Regions from separate parts of the Mus musculus genome. Here all the other regions are linked to region 4. Evidence: chromatin contacts called from public ChIA-PET and Hi-C data. All regions are on one chromosome and are shown on one strand. Each heading gives the region's core, a stretch centred on a gene start, on an enhancer-like site or on the middle of the called end of the contact. The rest is flanking DNA. Distances are from core to core; before and after follow the strand shown. Region 1 overlaps Tbc1d1 (TBC1 domain family, member 1). Region 2 has its middle 22 kb from the start of Klf3. Region 3 overlaps Fam114a1 (family with sequence similarity 114, member A1). Region 4 overlaps Gm52815 (a long non-coding RNA gene).

Region 1 (2,700 bases), core at 136-2,635, 310 kb after region 4:
TCAGGGAGCAAGATGGAAATCCCTCTCTTGAAGATTACAGTCTACTGAAGCCTATGATTTTCCTTGCAAATTTATGCAAGAGAGGCTTTCTGGGAAAGTGGCATGCAAGCTTAGAAATGGCAAGTTAAGTTAAAGGTAGCCAAACAGGGAGGGTACTGAGCGGTCTAGGTCACAGGAACAAAGGGAATCTGGGATGCTCTAGAACTAAGAGAGGCCATGGAATGTTATAGACTAGAGAAAGAGGATGACGTGGGCCTAGGATAAGGGGATATGAGATGTAAGCAACTGGGAGAGGTAGGGCAACTGGCAAAATGAGACTCAGAAGGCCGAGAAAATCTTACTAAGTCTCCATGGCTTGTTCTCTGAAGGGCAGAGCTATGCTAGACCATAAGTGGAGAGGGCAGCAGAAGGGCACATCACCAGATCTGCGGCAATGATGGTCATGCCTGGAGCTGGCTGCCTTAGACCTGGGGAAGACAAGGGTGGAAATGTGGAGACTGTTAAGGAACTTGCCCAAAAAGTCTAGATAAGAAATACAGTGTTGGGAGCTGGAGAGAGGGATCCGGGGGTTAAGAGCATTGACTGCTCTTCCAGGAGACCAGGGTTCAATTTCTAGCACCCATGTGGCAGTTTACAACTGTCTGTAACTCTAGTTCCAGGGGACCTAACACCTCCACATAGACATATGTGCAGATAAAACACTAATGTTCAAAAAATAAAAAATTAAACTAAATTAAAAAAAAAAAGAAATACAGTGTGGGGTTAGAGTGAAGTAAGGGAACTTTCCCAGTCTTTTCTTCTGCACTATAGCAGAGGTCACAACAGAACATAAGAGAGAGGCAGCTTGGGGCCTCAGAACAAAGACTCTTGGCTATCGTCAACTCAGAGCACACAGGCCCCGGAGCAGCAACTAGAGGATCCTTGTGCTAACCACTGAGCTTCGGGGTTCATTTATTTCTGCGGCACAGTTGAGTCTATATGAGGATGAGAGGGAGAAATGTCCATGTGACAGGACCCTGGGGAAGTAGCACAGGTGACCCCCTCTTACCCTGAACTCCTCCCCACAGAAACTGCAAGTTACCCTGGGTCAGACTGCCCTCTGCTCGCCAGGTTCTGTCCTACAGAAAGGAAACCCGTCTTCTGCGCCCTCGTCTCCCTTTTCTTGATACAGACTTCCTGACCAGTTAGCAAGCAAAGAAAACATTCCTCTTCCCCCGTCCCTCTCTGCCCCGCCCTGCTGTGGCCTTTGGCTTTCTCTCTCTCTCTCTCTCTCTCTCTCTCTAGTTTCCACTCTGGTTCTTGGACACAGCTCTGGCTAGCCTTGTTCTCAGTCCTGACCTATCCCTGTGACAGGCAGCCTGGACTAGCCTCTGAACATCCTACACTAGTGTCGTCCAAACCCATCCTGACTCATCCTGTATGTCTGACCTTGCTCCTGGACAGACAGCTGCCTAGCCAGCTGACATTTCTAGATTCCAGCAGTCTGGATTCTCATCTAACCACAGGCCAGCCCTGCAGCCCCAGTACACAGAACCACAACGCATGGTGTACCCACAGCCGACATTGCCTGTCCAGTGGTTCTATCCATTGGATCCAGAGGTCAAAACCAACTGGTCTTCTGAGTGTCTTCATTTACACAGAACACATGCAGTACAGGGGGCCTTGCTGGCTTTCAGTATGCTCTGTGTGCCCCACTTGCCAGGCTTCTGAGACATTTTTGGCCCTGCGTCAAAGATCAGGACTGGTCATGTGTGGTCTGTTGAAACATAGTTTTTCAAGACTAATAAGCCTACACAGAAACTCAAAGTCAAATAATAAATTGTGTCTAAAGAGCTGGAGAGATGGCTCAACAGTTAAGAGTACATACTCTTCCTCCAGAGGTCAAGGGTTCAGTACCAAGTACCCATGTTAGGTTGGGTGACTCACAACTGCCAGTAACTCTAGCTGGGCAGGGTGGGGTAGGGTAGGGATCTGATGCCCTTTTCTGGCCTCTGAAAGTACACACATACATAAATAATAAATAACTAAACAGGTTAAAAGAAAATCCCTCAAAAGACTATGACATGTCTCTTGGCTTAGACCCAGTTCTCAGAGACTTGGCAGACCTCACAGACAAGCCACCCCAGTGAAGCATGGTAAGGCAGCCTCCCATGGTGTAATCCACACAGATGCCAAGATCATGCCAATCTTGTCTTCAGAGTGCTCACCATTCACCATGCTGGGCATGGTCACAGCTTGCTGGATGTAGGGCAGATGCCAAATACTCAGCACAGATCTTCTCTTTTGTCCTTATAGTCTATCTAATGGAATCTGTGGTGCCCTCAGTTTACTGATGGTTAAACTTACATTTTAAATGTCTTTCTAGCTGCCAAGGAACACAGCCACAGCAAGAAAGATCTGTGGGTTTTTTAGGCATCGTGGCAAGGTCTGGAATCCCAGAAGGTAGGAGGGGGAACAGGAAGATATGGAGTTCAAAGTTACCCTTACTATACAACAAGGTCAAGGATAGCCAGAGTTACAAGAGTCCTTGTCTTACATAAACACACCACACACACACATACACCACACACACAAACACACACCACACACATACACACACACACTCCACATACACACAAGCACACACAAACACACACACACACCACACATACAAACACACACCACACACACCCATACTCCACATACACACAAGCACAAACA
Region 2 (2,700 bases), core at 170-2,669, 280 kb before region 4:
ACCCAAGGAGCTAAAGAAGTCTGTAACCCTATAGGAGGAACAACAATATGATCTAACCAGTACCCACGGAGCTCGTGTCTCTGGCTGCATATGTAGCAGAAGATGGCCTAGTCTGCCATCATTGGAAAGAGAGGCCCCTTGGTCTTGCAAACTTTATATGCCTCAGTACAGGGGAACAGCAGGGCCAAGAAGTGGGAGTGGGAGAGGGAGGGCAGTGGGGGGAGGGTATGGGGGACTTTTGGGATAGCATTTGAAATGTAAATGACGAAAATACCTAATAAAAAAAGTTTAAAAAAAGGGGGGGGGGCTTCCAGCTACATTGTATCAGGCTGAGGTTTCTGGTCCCATGCATCAGAAACATTTTTTTTTTTTTTGGTTTTTTCGAGACAGGGTTTCTCTGTGTAGCTCTGGCTGTCCTGGCACTCACTCTGTAGACCAGGCTGGCTTCGAATTCAGAAATCCGCCTGCCTCTGCCTCCCAAGTGCTGGGATTAAACCGCCCCGTTGCATCAGAAATTTAAGCAGCAGACTGGGACAGCCAGGGCTCAGGCACTGGGGGCCGGAAGGATGTTGATCTCTACTCAGAGAGTTTATAATGCATCTGCATTCGCCTTAGCAGAGAGCAGAGCTGTCACTTTCTCTACTATACCTTCCCTACTTGTGACTGAGGTTGCCACTTAGAAATCTTCAGAGCCTTGTGAAAGAGTGATGTCAAGTCTGGTGAATCCAGTAATTTAAAAGAAGACCCTTGTGGGGCTGGAGAGATGGCTCAGTGGTTAAGTGCTCTTCCAAAGGTCTTGTGTTCAACTCCCAGCAACCACGTGGTGGCTCACAACCATCTGTAACAGGATCAGATGTCCTCTTCTGCTGTGCCTCAAGACAGAAACAGTGTACTCATACATAAAATAAGTAAGTTAATTAAAAAAAAGAGAAAGAAAGAAAATGATTGGAAGGCTTGTTGTCTCAGCGGCTGGCCGGAGGATGGCTTCTTTTTTCTTTACATTTCAATACTCTGAAGTAGTTTTTCTTTAATAAACACACTTTTCAGGAGCAAGGAAAAGTGTTTTTAAAAATAGCTAGAAAGAAGTGGGTAAGTTGTGTCTAATGAAAGGCAAAATTTAGCTTTTTGGAAGCACCCTCAGACTCACGCACCTGGAAAGGGGGCAAGAAGGAAGGGGTGAGGTAGCCCTTGAAGAAGGGGTGAGAAGTCTGGAAGAAATTTTGAAGTTTTTGGTGGCCGCTTGAGTGGCTGGGCCTGCTCAGCTTCTCGAAACCAGAATTCTTCCTCAAAATATATCTGTTCGAAAGCATCGCCAAGCAGAAAAGGCTGGAAACCAGAGGCGCCGGCAACTTAGAATGAACAGAGCCCAGGTTCCCATTTTTACAGGCATGTACTTCCTGGGGCCCGGGGTCCACTCTTCCGGTCTACCGTGCTTTGCCCGGATCCATCTAGTCAAGAAGAGTCAGTGACTATGAGAGAGCTGACCTACAGCTCCCCCAACACCAGAACACCAGCTGATCTCCTCCGCTGGAAGCCCTCTCCTGCAGCTTCTTCCTTTTAAGTTTGTTTGTGTGTTATTGTTCTGAAGGGTTTCTGGGTAACTATAAGCAACAGATCTTGTTAGTTCCTCTTCAGACTCCCCACTACTCCCCACCCTTATTTCTCACCTCCCAGCATCCTGTTTGTCTCCCTGACTCAGTTCCCCTGCCCCGCCCACAGCCCCTCCCTCCCCAGCTGCCAGTCCCCTGAGCCGTGTTTTTCTTCCCTCAGTTAATATGCTTTAACTTTTCCCCATTTGATTATGTGTACTTGGACCAAGCGCACCATGCATGCATCTCTTCAGTTTTTAATTCACTGAACCATGTGTCTTTCTCTCATGAAAACATTAAAAGCACGGTTAGAGCTGATGTTTGTCGTCCCCCCTCCCCCTTTCTTTTGAGACAATGTATTTATACAACATGGAGATGAGGAGGAATAAGGAAAATCAGAAAACGAGGGCGGTTATGGTTGAGATATCCAGTCTCTCTGAAAGGCTGCAGTGAAGGCTCGGTGTCTGGCTGGTCAGGCCAGTGACTGAGAGGGTGAGTGATGGATCGTGGATGCCCTGACCTACTCAATGGATGTTCTTATCCAGGGGCCACTTCACAATTAGATGGCGTTTTTTGGAGACAATGGGCACTTTCAGAGGTGGAGCCTAGTTGGAAGCAGTAGGTCATTGAAGGCATGTCAGCGGGGCTTTTCCTTGTTGCGCTCCATCCTCTGCTGTCTAAGAGTTACTTGAGGCTCTGCTCTGTCACACTGTCACCCGTCTCTGTCATTCCTTCACTCAGCCTTGACCCAAATCCAAAGCAAACAGTGGGACAGGTGTCTGGATTGAAACCTATAAAGCTGTGTGGGGCAGAGTAAGTCTGCCCTTACATATTTTTTTCTTAGGAACTTGATGCAATTATAAGAAACTGACTAACTGGGCTGTAGAGATGTCTCAGCAGTTAAGAGCACTGACAGCTCTTCCAAAGGTCCTGAGTTCAATTCCCAGCAACCACATGGTGGCTCAGAATCATCTGTAACGGGATCCGATGTCCCCTCTGGTGTATCTGAAGACAGCTACAGAGTACTCATCTATCTATATCTGTATCTGTATATCTGTATATATGTATATATATGTATATATGTATATATATGTATATATATTATATGTGG
Region 3 (2,700 bases), core at 140-2,639, 480 kb before region 4:
AAGTTCCTTAAATAGAGAAGACATCTAAATGTCTAGTATCCCACCTAATATCAAATAGAAAATACTTTTTAGGTTGGTCCTGTGACTTAGTGGTACAGCATTCTCCTGGTTTGAGTAAGGCCCAAGTTCCACTCCTAACACTACCATCACCACCACCCAAATGACCACATCATTTACTGAGGCTGGAGTGTGGCTCTGTCACAAAGCATCTGCCTAGTTTGTGTGAGACCCTGAGTCAGAGCTCTGGGAAAATAAACTATTTAATTTAGGCGAACCAGTTCAAAACTATAGGTACAAGGTAAATATCTAGAGGGGTCTGTCAAACACAAGGACCATTCACATGTAGGTGGAAATATATATATATATATTTCTGTGTTAAGATCAAAGACCAATCTGGAAGTCCCATCCCCAGGAGAGATGAGGAATCAGGTACCGTGTAGATCTCATACCGGGGATGCCTGTCATTAGACCCACGAGACCAGGTCTTCCTTAAGTCCTGTAACTCACAGCACAGATAACCTGTCATAAGGATCCTCAATGCAGCAATGAGGCTGCAGGTGTCCTGCCTGGGTGCCTGCTGCTCTGTCAGAAGGTCAGACTCGCAATGGCCTCAGTTATTTCCAAGTAATTTTCTTTCCTCATGAGTAAACCTTTTCCAACTCTAGGAAGATTTAAAACTTAAATGTGGAAAGGCTAAAGCACCAAAGCCACGCTATTAATGCTTTTTTGTGCACATTTGACCTTTTCTGTCCTACTGATATTTATGAAAGTTAACAGGGTCACAAGGTTTGAAAACCAATTTACAATGACCAGCTGAATTATCACATCACAGACTTTAGCTGAAATGGCCCACATTTAGGAATACTGTATTAACATTTAGGTCTTTAAGCCCACTTTATATATTTAATAGCTTGTATAACAATTATGAAGTACTCAACAAGGTTTTGTAATCTATAGATGAGGCACTTGAAAGGAAATAGAATATATTACAATTAAAACATTCAAGTCAATAGGAAAAAAAAGAATCAAATATTAAACAAATTTCCCTAGAAAACTGCTGCTCAATTTTGCTAGGCTTATATATAGAATTATGATTTTTGGGATGAAGAATTGAGTGTTTAAAATTGCAGTCTTAATAAACTAAACACTAACTATTTAAATCAAATTAAGCATCTAAGTAGATCTCCTTTTTATACAATACACACATCAGCTTACACCAAAACCCATCTAAACCCAAATTGAAGGATACCCAAGCCAAGGGACCATGGGTTCATTCTTCTGTTGTCATGGGAACAGTGTCATCCTTTTAGTTACCACTATCCTTACCACCTGACACTGCCCCACCCTGGGCTGGTTTGAGGTCTCTTGGCTTCCTTTTTCTCCCAACAGTGACTTCTCACATTTAACTATGCCCACAGTGTCTCCACCACAGCACCTCAACAGGAACAAGGGGTTTCTCTCAAACCTCTCAGCTTTATGCTCCATTATGTTTCTTCTCCAACTCTTCAGCATGATGCTGATCTTCTGTACCCACTCCTGTCATCACCTCTCCATCAAAGACAGCAAGAGTCCTCCCGCCACCACCTTATGAAGCCATCTGCATCAAAGTCACAGTGACTTCCTTGTTGTCAAGCTACAGACTCATGTTAGGCTTTCATTGCCTGAACTCTCAGTAGGATTTGAAACTTAACAGATTTAGATTTAAAGCACTCTAGTTTCATAGCATTGGTGCCCGTTCACTCTTCTTTACTATAACAAAATATCAGAGGCAGGCACATTTTATAAGGAAAAAGTGTTTACTGAGTTCACAGTTCTGGAGACTTCAAGGCAAGCTCCAGACCTGGCTTGGTTCTGCTGAGGGTCTCAAGGTGGATGCTGTCCCAGTAGTGGGAGCTCATGAGGAAGGAATTACATCTCAAAACAGGAAGCCAGAGAACAACTACTTGCTTAGGCTCATCCTTTTAACAACCCATTCTTGTGAGAGCTCAAGAGTCTCACAAGAGGCACCTTAATCCTTTCTGAGGACAGCTTTCCCAGGAACCCTAGGAATGCCCACTGGGCCCTACTTGCCAGAGGTACAGTTTCCCAATATCTCTGCACTGAGAACCAACCTTCTAACCCCATCCCTTAGGGAGCCAACTCAAACTATATCCAAAGCACAGCACTGCCGCTGCCCTATCTTTCCATTTTTACTTACTGTCAGCATTCAGTATTATGACTTCGGTTATTTTTAGAACACTCTTACATACATAGTATGCTATTATGTAGGCTTCTTAGATTAAGCTACAATCTGAGAGCTGTCAGCATTCCAATAAAATATGTACAGTCCAGGTCAGCAGGGCATTCTCATTAGGAAACCCAGGCTCCAGAGGCAGCCGTAATAAGCAATCCTATTATCTCTGCCTCCATTAACAGCTGATGGTTGGCTAATTAGCATTCCAAATTGCAGGAATATATTTTAACTGGTGAACACAGCAAACTTTTTACTAGCATCCCCAAATATCTGAAAAAAAAAAAAGGTCTTCAAGATTTGTAGATGGTTAAATACATCCAAGAGAGTCTTCATGTCTTGGCATGGCCAGGCACAAGGGAAACTTTTTCAGCCCAGCAGGATGAATGAGTGGTTACAGGTGCCGCTGCCAATCCTGATGAGTTAAGTTTGATCCCAGGAGCCATGTGGTGGAAGGAGAGGATTGACAC
Region 4 (2,700 bases), core at 71-2,570:
CAACGGGAGAAGTCCTGTGCTGCTTGCACTCAGGGTGGCCCTTTGTCCTGCTTGCTGAGTTCTCCTTTCTCAACAGAAGCCAGCAGCCAAGCCTGGCTCCTTCATGAGATTTTTTTTTCCTCCCTTGGATGCAGCAGAGACCTCTTTCTACAAGTCCCAGAACTGTTTTCCCGGCTTTACAAACGAGGAAGCATGAATCTCTGTAGAGAAGCCTGCAGCCACTGGTTCTAAATGTTGAAGGAGAAAAATGAATGTATTCTTAGCCTGGACCTGCTAAGGACAGACCATGCACTGACACTTCCTGCCGGGTGCACCTTTCCTCCTCTTGCACACATGCTCCCCCTGCTGCCGGAAGCTGGAAGTGCGCCCGTGGGTGGGGCTGCGAGGACCACCTTAGCCCATGTTAATGCCCGCGTCAAAAAATTCCAAAGGAGTGACCAAAGACGAAATCATAGTCTTAAGATTCTTCCAAAGGTTCCGAATAAAGCTTTTCTTTTTCCATATCAGACATAGGCTTTGTAATAAAGGATGAATGTACACCTCCGTACCCTTCCTTAAAGGGTTAAATGAACGCAAGGACTTCAGGGTTAGAGTCGGTCACAGTTCCAGGATTTGATGAGCCTCGGCTTCTTTACCTGTACTTTGAACACAGTGACATTGTGCATCTCACAGCATAATTGTGGAACACATCCATGAATAGGAGTGTGCTAAATGTTATAACATAAACAAAATTACTGTGTGCTGTCTCTTCTAACATCCTCTTTCCCTCTCCTGCCTCCCCCTCCTTTCCCTCTCCTTTCCTCTTCTTTCTATCCCAGCTCCTCTTTCTCTCCCATTTTTAAAAACATATTTAAGTGGACATTATTTTGAAGCAGCTTAACCCTCCCACACCCCAAAAGGAAGGAAGGCAAAGAAAGTTCAGCCACAAACCGGAAGTAACAGAAAAAAAAAAAAAAGCCAACCCGTATCTCTGGCAAAACAGTAAAAAAGTGAAAGAAAGAAAGGAAGAAAGAAAAAATAAAGCAGTTTTAGGCTTTCGGGAGATCAAGTTCTATTTAGCTAACATGGGTTGCCAGCCTGGCTTGACCCCCTAAGTAGGGGGTTTTAGAGATGACTGGATAATTCTTGACCTCCGTTTGACCTCATAAATAGGAATTCTCATTCGGCATTGTAGGAGCTCTGGAGCTAGTAGGTTCCTGCCTTTTTAAATGTAGGTCTCTCCTCCTTTTCGCCGGTGGCAGTGGGCGGGCATGGGCTCGCGGCAGGGAGGGGCCGCCACGCCTGCGCCCTCCTGGGAGCCGCCCTGCCCTGCTGCTGCTGCTGCTCCTGCGGGCAGCTCAGGGCCCCGCTGGCTCCCTCCCTTCCTCTAGCAGCTCTGCCACGTGGTAGATTGGCTACTTCTGGGAATGTGAGAAAGCACTCCAATGAGGGCCATACCAAGAACTTTACAGCTCTATAAATTGTGTTAAACTTTCCTTACAAGCGTCTGTTTAGAGGAGACGAACCCTTAGATATTCTCTATAGCACAAGAAAACAGGGGCGACGGGACCAATCAGGACAGTGCTGGCTGTTGTGCTTGCTTAGTTCTTGAAAATGTTATAGCATTCTTTTGTCTTTTCCTTCTTGGGGGGTGGGGGGTGGGGGAGCGGTTTAAGGTAAGGAGGGGAGGGTCTAAAAAAGATGCGGGTGAACATCACCTCACCAGCTTTCATGGAAGTTTCTGCCCTAGGACTGAGGAAGAAGACAGCAGCCTTTCTGGCCCTGAACTTCTCCAAGTAAAGTGCTTGGGGAAAGGGGACCTATGTCTCTCTTTAGAGTAGCCCAAGTATATGGTACAGTGACATGGAATCAAATAAACGCATTCTTAAGGTTGGATCTTGCCACGACTTAGGCTGTGTGTTTTGAAACCGCTTAGCCAATGACCTCCCACTGTGCATGTGCAATGGAAACCTCTGTGTGTGTGTGTGTGTGTGTGTGTGTGTGTGTGTGTGTGTGTGTGTGTGTTGACCATGCGCCTGTCAACAGGAGAAGTCAGCCTGTGGTATTGATGGGAAGAGTGAAGAGGGCAAGGCCACAGAGCTGGTTTCCTGGGAAGGCCAGCCTAGGTCAAGGTCTGAATGCCGTATTCGGTACCAGTGATGATGGGTCTGCCAGCAATCCTTCATGGTAAATTAAACAACTGGCATTTGAAAACATAAGTCAAAATAAACATTTAACCTATTTATTATGTATTTATTTTACAAATTACACTGGGTGTGTTTCCAATGCAAAAACACACACACACACACACACACACACACACACACACACTCGGGTACCCTCTTAAGTAGAGAGCACATTTTAAATTAAAATTTTATTTTAATAGGTCATTTATTTCTACAATTCAAAAGTCAAATTTTAGAACACACTGTACCTGAAAGGTCTTGCCTAAACCTCCCTCACATCATCTGATTTCTTCAGGTTCTTTTTTTCCTTCATCGATAACCATTTTTTTAAATGTTACTTGTTTATGAAATTCTTGTAGATTCAGAGCCTGACCGTAAGTTGAGTCGCACACGGTTATGTTTTGAATTGGGTCTCTTTAAGTGGTATCTGGCTGGCCTAAACAACCTGCCTCTTGCCGGGGACCCCCAGGGACCACCGAGGACCCAGGAGATGGGCTACAAGAAAGAGAACCTGAGAGTTGAAGCTGCTATAGGG

The links. Hi-C and Micro-C count contacts between places; a contact is called where the count stands out from the background. ChIA-PET counts read pairs in DNA pulled down with a chosen protein or histone mark.
Region 1: a Hi-C map of myocytes shows a contact between it and region 4, with 1.8 times the contacts expected there. The contact joins two enhancer-like sites. A contact is called at or near these places in 1 of 484 Hi-C or Micro-C datasets (myocytes) and 1 of 115 datasets of contacts at active chromatin or transcription factors (pancreatic cancer cells).
Region 2: a contact with region 4 is called in a Hi-C map of bone marrow-derived macrophages, with 29 read pairs. The contact joins two enhancer-like sites. A contact is called at or near these places in 1 of 15 datasets of contacts at CTCF or cohesin (the NIH/3T3 cell line), 2 of 484 Hi-C or Micro-C datasets (bone marrow-derived macrophages and transitional/marginal zone B cells), 19 of 115 datasets of contacts at active chromatin or transcription factors (bone marrow-derived macrophages, craniofacial prominence, double positive thymocytes and 12 more) and 1 of 9 other capture datasets (bone marrow-derived macrophages).
Region 3: a contact with region 4 is called in an RNA polymerase II ChIA-PET map of memory CD8 T cells, with 3 times the contacts expected there. The contact joins two enhancer-like sites. A contact is called at or near these places in 1 of 115 datasets of contacts at active chromatin or transcription factors (memory CD8 T cells) and 1 of 9 other capture datasets (embryonic stem cells).

Annotation. Positions count from the first base shown.
Region 1 is chr5:64,195,791-64,198,490 of GRCm38.p6, reverse strand. The region is part of intron 2 of Tbc1d1 (TBC1 domain family, member 1); the gene reads right to left. Among named protein-coding and RNA genes, the nearest start is that of Tbc1d1, 37 kb to the right of the region's middle. Within about 2 kb of position 1,385, at least 74 of the 459 cell types and tissues checked have an H3K27ac peak or open chromatin away from gene starts, as enhancers often do. A contact at or near this core is called in myocytes and pancreatic cancer cells, where this site is marked.
Region 2 is chr5:64,779,855-64,782,554 of GRCm38.p6, reverse strand. No RefSeq gene overlaps it. Among named protein-coding and RNA genes, the nearest start is that of Klf3, 22 kb to the left of the region's middle. Within about 2 kb of position 1,419, at least 87 of the 459 cell types and tissues checked have an H3K27ac peak or open chromatin away from gene starts, as enhancers often do. A contact at or near this core is called in bone marrow-derived macrophages, double positive thymocytes and microglia, where this site is marked.
Region 3 is chr5:64,988,865-64,991,564 of GRCm38.p6, reverse strand. The region is part of intron 2 of Fam114a1 (family with sequence similarity 114, member A1); the gene reads right to left. Among named protein-coding and RNA genes, the nearest start is that of Mir574, 20 kb to the right of the region's middle. Within about 2 kb of position 1,389, at least 43 of the 459 cell types and tissues checked have an H3K27ac peak or open chromatin away from gene starts, as enhancers often do. A contact at or near this core is called in memory CD8 T cells, where this site is marked.
Region 4 is chr5:64,503,996-64,506,695 of GRCm38.p6, reverse strand. It overlaps Gm52815 (a long non-coding RNA gene), which reads right to left. Exons shown (of 3, transcript XR_003955927.1): 3 at 916-2,700. Among named protein-coding and RNA genes, the nearest start is that of Gm52815, 9.6 kb to the right of the region's middle. Within about 2 kb of position 1,320, at least 309 of the 459 cell types and tissues checked have an H3K27ac peak or open chromatin away from gene starts, as enhancers often do. A contact at or near this core is called in bone marrow-derived macrophages, double positive thymocytes, memory CD8 T cells and 3 more, where this site is marked.